Regions from separate parts of the Rattus norvegicus genome. Here region 2 is linked to region 1. The links are chromatin contacts, called in public Hi-C maps. All regions are on one chromosome and are shown on one strand. Each heading gives the region's core, a stretch centred on a gene start, on an enhancer-like site or on the middle of the called end of the contact. The rest is flanking DNA. Distances are from core to core; before and after follow the strand shown. Region 1 has its middle 49 kb from the start of Atf7ip. Region 2 holds the start of Atf7ip (activating transcription factor 7 interacting protein).

Region 1 (3,001 bases), core at 185-2,684:
TGGAAAATATTGTTTGAAACCCTTAAGCGTTCCTAGGGGAACAACAGTTATTTTCCTTTCATGTTTTTCCGTCACACAAAGGTGTGTTTTTTGAGACAGGGTCTTGCTATGCCGCCCAGGCTGGCCCGGTAATCTTGCCAGTCTTCCGGATTCAGCATCGGAAGTGTTGGGATTACCTGTGTGCACACATTATCACCAACTTTTTAGGGCCCCAGACAACAACTTTAAGTTTCCTTTTTCTTTCTTTTTGTTTGTTTCTGTTTCTTTTTCTTTTTTTCTCGAGAGAGGATTTCTTTGTGTGGCCTGGCTCTCCTGGTACTCACTTGGTTGGTAGACTTTACACTCCGCCTGCCTCTGCGCTGGGACTAAAAGTGTGTATGTGCCTGTACACTTGCCAGGGCAAGACTTTTATTACCATACAGTGTTGGAAGTCGCATTTCTTCTGCGAGGACATAATTTATATCTCTATTCTTTATAAATGTAGACATTTCTGGATAATTGTATTTTCGGTTATGAGCTTAGATTGAAGTCAAGCCATCTCCCCAGTCCTCCTATTAATTACTTTCACATCTGTTGGTGTTCTGGTGTTGAGGGTGGAGGCTGTCCCCTTTGCTCGATTTCAGGGAGGTCACACCCTGTCTCTGCACCGGTGGTTGACAACCTTCAGTGCACAGGAAGTAGTCACTGGGCGGCCTGGAGGAGTACAGGCAGCAGTAGGCTGTCTTTTCTCAAGGTTGTGAGCCAGAGTTTCTAAACCAGCTGGTGCAGAGGCCTGCAGGGCGGGGCGGGCGTGACCGCCTTCCGCATTCCTCTTCCGTCTGTGGCTGCAGTTGCGGTGTGGGGAGGGGAGGGGCGGGCCGCGGTGTGGGGGAGGGGAGGGGCGGGCCACAGTCCCCAGAGAGCTGGCCTGGGAGAGCCCAGGGACAGCCTCCGAGTGCCACTGTGCCCCAGGACGTGAACACGACCTCTCTTCAGTGTGTCTGGAAAACCCTGACGCAAAACAGGCAAAGACAGGGCCCACCATCCAGTAACCTGAAAGGCCTCTGGGTTTTTAAGGCTCGCCTTAGATATCAGGCCACTTCACGCTCGTGGATCTTGCATCTGTAAAATGGGGCTAAATGAAAAATTACAATAAATACGATATAAACGAGAGGGGTGGCGGAAAGGAACAAATTCATTGTGCTTTGTGGATGTTGTCACAAGCGCAACACAAAGGCAGGGCCCCAGACAACAAATGGCTGGCTTTGTTCTGGCTAAGCATGGAGAGCCTCACTAGAATGAAGTCCTTTGTGCCTTCAGTCAGCTTCGGGGATTATACAGGGAAGGCTCTGGGAGCTGTTTTCCTGGCTGGAGACATTGTTCTGGAAACAGGCTGGGTTGCCATGGCTACAGCTCCCCAGGGCCAGGCCCTGCCCATTTCCAGGCAGCCAGCCTGTCAGCCTGTATGGTGCCTGCTGTTACCGGGTCACTCCCGGTTTCCAGGCCTCCTCCCACCCAGCACTGTACGGGAATGCTCGGAAGTTCAAATTTCCCAGATGGCCTTTGAGTCCGAAAATAAAGCCCTGTGCTTGCCAGGACTGAATTTGTCTTGAAACAAAAGTCAGTAGACTGGAAGCTTGTTGAAGGCAGGAACCACCCTATATCATCAGCGTCACCAGGACCACGTCCTCTACCCAGAGTAGGTCGTCACATAGTAGGCGCTTTAGAAGCAAGCATTTGGCACCAGGGTGGCGGTATGGTGTCTGGTTAAAAGCATGGATTTTGGAACTAGTGTCTTTCTCTGACGGGTTATAGATCGGTACCACTACCTACTTACTTCGAACTTTATTTTTCTCACCTTTAAAATGGGAACAGCCATGCAGTTGGTTCTCAGGGATGTACAGTGGCTAGGTTTGTGTAAGATATAAAATGCGTGGTACTGTGTGGGGCTTCTGATTATTTCTCCTGCTAGTCTCTTTTTAGCATGTTACATCTGCAAATAAGAGCGTCGCTCTCGGTAAAGACAGCCATCTCTTGCCAAGCAACAACCACACGAACAAATAGGACCTGTACCAGCTCAGTTATAATACATGTTGGCGTTTAGGTGCTCAGTCCACATTTGTGTACTAAGCGTCAGATACAGCATGCCTGCCAGTAACAAGTCTCCCGTTCTTCAAATGTCACCCATAAATAATGCAAAGTGGGCTGAGTTCCAACAGTCTCTCCAGGTGTCTAAGAGGAACAGAAGGGAATGGCATTTCAACATTTCAGCCCTGGCTCTCCCAGCTTCTAGCTTCTCCCGCCACATCTCAAGGGCACTCCTGATACCCACAGATACAACAAAGGAACTCCGGGGCGCCCCTCCCCCACTCCCACAGCAGACTGGCTTCTAAGTCTCCAGGCAATCTCCTGCTGACTCTGGAAGATTCCAACCATGTGGGGACACTCAAGGGAAGGGAATCCACTCCCCTCATTTTCCTATCCAAATGAGACTGACCTGGACTTTAGGTTCTGGAACTCCTGAAAGTCCTGGGAAATATCTAAGGGGGAGGGGTGGAAGCAGCCTGGGGAAACCTCTGAACCCTGTGTGGCCTTAGAAAGTGCACACCCTACACGTCTGTTCAACTGGGTGACAGCTTGCTCCTGGAGTCGCTCTGGAGCGGATGGACAACTAGCTAGGGAAGGAGGGATAGTCAAAGACGTAACCATCATGCCTGTGTTGTCTGACATTGCTGTTGCTTTTAGTTGAAGTGTGTACAGCATGTGTGCATTTGGTGACACGTAAGGAGAGTACCTTGGCGGAGCTGGACACAGGCCTTGTCAACACCTGGGGCAGAAGATGCTAAGATGTTCAGTTGTAAGCTGGGTGTGCCATAAGACGTGAGGGTTGTGTAGTGTGTGCTTTGCAAAGATATGCAAACATAGGTGTAGAAAAATGGTGTGAACTGCAGGGTGTGAAGTGCTCTTCTCGGTGCTTCAGACCCTCCTACATCCCTCCCCACCCCAGCTCTCCAGCACAGCC
Region 2 (3,001 bases), core at 234-2,733, 49 kb before region 1:
ATATAAAACAACACTTTAACTTGACAACAGACTGAGTTAAACTTGGGTTACATAATCAACTAAAAAGGGACTGTACATGTGAATGACAGATAAAGTTTATGAAACCATTTACAAGTTTTTAGACCAGTAAGAAACAAGTGGCAGAATAAAAAAATGATATTTTAAATTATATGTATATTGACCCAATTATTCTACGTACAACTGAAATTTAGTGGCACCACAACTTTAATCAGTAGCACACCAGTTATTTTAAGAAACTAAAACCAGAACATATACAGCTAAAAAATATGTAAAGCATACAATCATACACATATACTACAGTGCACATATTTTTTTAAAAACTCAAAAATTTTAATTGATTCCCTGAATACATAAAGGCCTCAATATAACTTGGAATTATTTGTAAAATTCTTCATCAAAAACCGGTATCAGGTATAATAGCTTATACGTCATTACAAAATGATGAGAAAACGAGTTCATTTTTAATATTTAAATAACTGAAAAAATACTAAAACTAAAAACAAAAGATTCAAGTACTTGGCAAACTGTTCAGGATTAAAACTTCATTGACCAGATGAAATATTTTCTTTAAAAGAAAAGATAGAATACCTGAAAAAACTGAGATTTCAACCCAATTTGTACATTTTCTAATTCTCCTCGGAAACTAAACAATACAAAAATAAAATGGTTTCTATTTTTCTAAGTTTCTATTTTGTAAACACTGCACATCCAAAAGCGAACTGGTAACCACAGGGTTAAAAATGTATTTACAAAAGTGCAGCTGAAGTAAATGCACTTCCCCCGAGAACACCACTAGGTGCTGATCTTATCTCCCTTAATGCAATGCAAATCCAGAAACACCTAACTAAACGTGAAATTATAATCGAGAACCACAAGAGACAATTTGTACCAAAAAATCAAGTCTGCACCGGTGAGACAGTCAGAGAAACTAAGAATTTTGAGGTGCGGGAAGGTTTAAGACACGAGAGAAACGTTTCCCTCGGAAAATGTGAAAAGAAGAGGCACGAGACGAAACCCCCTCGAGAATGAGAAAAATTAAATCTAGAACCCAAATGGCGTCCAACAAGAACATTAGCTCTTGAAAATGAATATTGCGCTTGCGCAGCCACCGCCCGGACAGCTGCTCAACTGCAGCTAGAGCCCGACCCCCAGCGATCACGTGCTCCCATGCAGCGCCCGCCCGCAGCTTCGCAACCGCGCAGGCGCACACTCAACTCCCGCAGCCGCCATAATGCGGTCTTGACTCTTCCGAAATACAATAGTCATTTCGCCGACTGTGGTTAGAACAGCCCCTGGCACTCGCATATACCTTCGGGGGCGGGAGGTGAGGGCCTGGGACCCGAGTTCCTTCCTACGCAGCCGTCCCGCGCAGCCGTCCCGGACGCTGCCGTCTCAGCCGTGCGCTCCACTCGCCGCCACCGCAGATTCAAAAACAAACCCGCTTCTCCCCAGCACGCGCCGGGGCCGTTATGCAAATAGGTGGGGGCGGAGCTTCGTGGGCGCACTATGTACTCCACCCACTGCGCGATCGGCCAATGAGAGCGCGCGATGCCTATTCTCCATGCAAATCTCCTGGTTTTTTATTTGAATGAGGGATTTTGGCCACGCCTCCTGCCTTGAAAAATGAGGCCCGTCTGCCGTGGTGGCGCTGCGGTCTTTTCAATCGCGTCCGGAGGTGAATTTTTTTCCGGTTGCCTCTTTTTTAATCCTCGAGGTGTTTTTTTGTTTTGTTTTGTTTTTGCATGGAGATTCCTCAGTAGCCACCCCTCCATGAAACTTGAGAAAAGAAGTAGGTGAGTGCTTAAAAAGCGAAAAGACTTTTCCATAAAGTCTAGAAGCCTAGAGTACGGAAAATTATTAACATTAATTTTTGTTAATTTTTATCTTTTTGTTTTGTAATGTTGAGGAAGATTCATGCAATTTAGTTCAGTCTAGCATTGAACTTGCCACGTAGCCCACACAGGTCTGGAATTTGAAATCAGTCGGCCTCAACCTCTCAAGTGTTGCTTACAGGTATCACTTAAAGTTCACTAAACTAATTGTATTAATCACAAGAGGTGGAGATAAACATCTTTGGGGGGGGGTAATCTGTAACAGAGCAAGTACTACCAGTCATACCCTCACACCTCATAAACTCACGTATCTCTGAAATACAGATAATAATTACTGTTCCACCAAACAATTACTGACTCAGACTGTAGAAAAGATCCTAAATATGCTTTTTGTATATCAGTAAGGGCCAGGAAAAAAATGGGTGGGAAATTTAATCCCTTAAACTTAATTTCTCCCTTAAAGTATTTATTCAATAGTAATTTAAGCAATCACTGTGTTCCAAAACTTAAGTAGCTGTCAGGGCTGAGGAAATCTATACTCCCATAGGCAGATGTGGCTCAACTCCCAGCGGCACTCAGGGAGGATGAGGGAGATCTTGAGAGAACAAGGACAACCTGGGGCCATGGGCTCCCAGATCATCTGGAGCTTGAGACTCTTCTCTCCAAAGAAGCTCACAGCTTTAATTACTGTCCTGTACTTGACTCTTCAACAAAGGACATTAAACAGGCAAACCCAAGGGATTTAAAATTGAAGAAGCAACCCACTGGGGACATGAAATATGGTACAGTATCCAGAATCTTTCCAGTGCCAGCCCATCCACAAGCTAGGCAAGGGCTCTGCTATTAGGTGATAGCATCAACCCAGAATTGCCAGAACCATGAGATGAACACATCACCCCCCTCCTCCCAAATTCTGTTCATACCCTGTAATCCATATGGCTTAAATGTGGTGGGATTTGTGATCCCAGCACTCCCGAAGGCAAGGGCATGAAAATCCATGACTTCAAAGCCAGCCTGGTTTACAGAGCAAGTTCTAGGATACCCAGGGCTACATAGAGAAACCATGTTTCAAAAAAAAAAAAAAAAAAGAGAGAGAGAGAGAAAGGGAAAGGTGTAATTAAGACGTAATTAAGATCCTAGATTGATTT

What was found. A called contact is a pair of places that touch in the nucleus more often than the background predicts.
Region 2: a contact with region 1 is called in a Hi-C map of liver, with 5 times the contacts expected there. The contact joins the promoter of Atf7ip here to the enhancer-like site in region 1. A contact is called at or near these places in 9 of 12 Hi-C or Micro-C datasets (Schwann cells, frontal cortex, kidney and 4 more) and 1 of 1 datasets of contacts at active chromatin or transcription factors (oligodendrocytes).

What each region holds. Positions count from the first base shown.
Region 1 is chr4:171,066,589-171,069,589 of GRCr8, reverse strand. No RefSeq gene overlaps it. Among named protein-coding and RNA genes, the nearest start is that of Atf7ip, 49 kb to the left of the region's middle. Within about 2 kb of position 1,434, at least 83 of the 93 cell types and tissues checked have an H3K27ac peak or open chromatin away from gene starts, as enhancers often do. A contact at or near this core is called in Schwann cells, liver and prefrontal cortex, where this site is marked.
Region 2 is chr4:171,115,604-171,118,604 of GRCr8, reverse strand. Atf7ip (activating transcription factor 7 interacting protein) reads right to left here and starts at 1,483. Exons shown (of 15, transcript NM_001107893.2): 1 at 1,331-1,483. It overlaps LOC102549638 (a long non-coding RNA gene), which reads left to right and starts at 1,283. Exons shown (of 4, transcript XR_010065976.1): 1 at 1,283-1,814.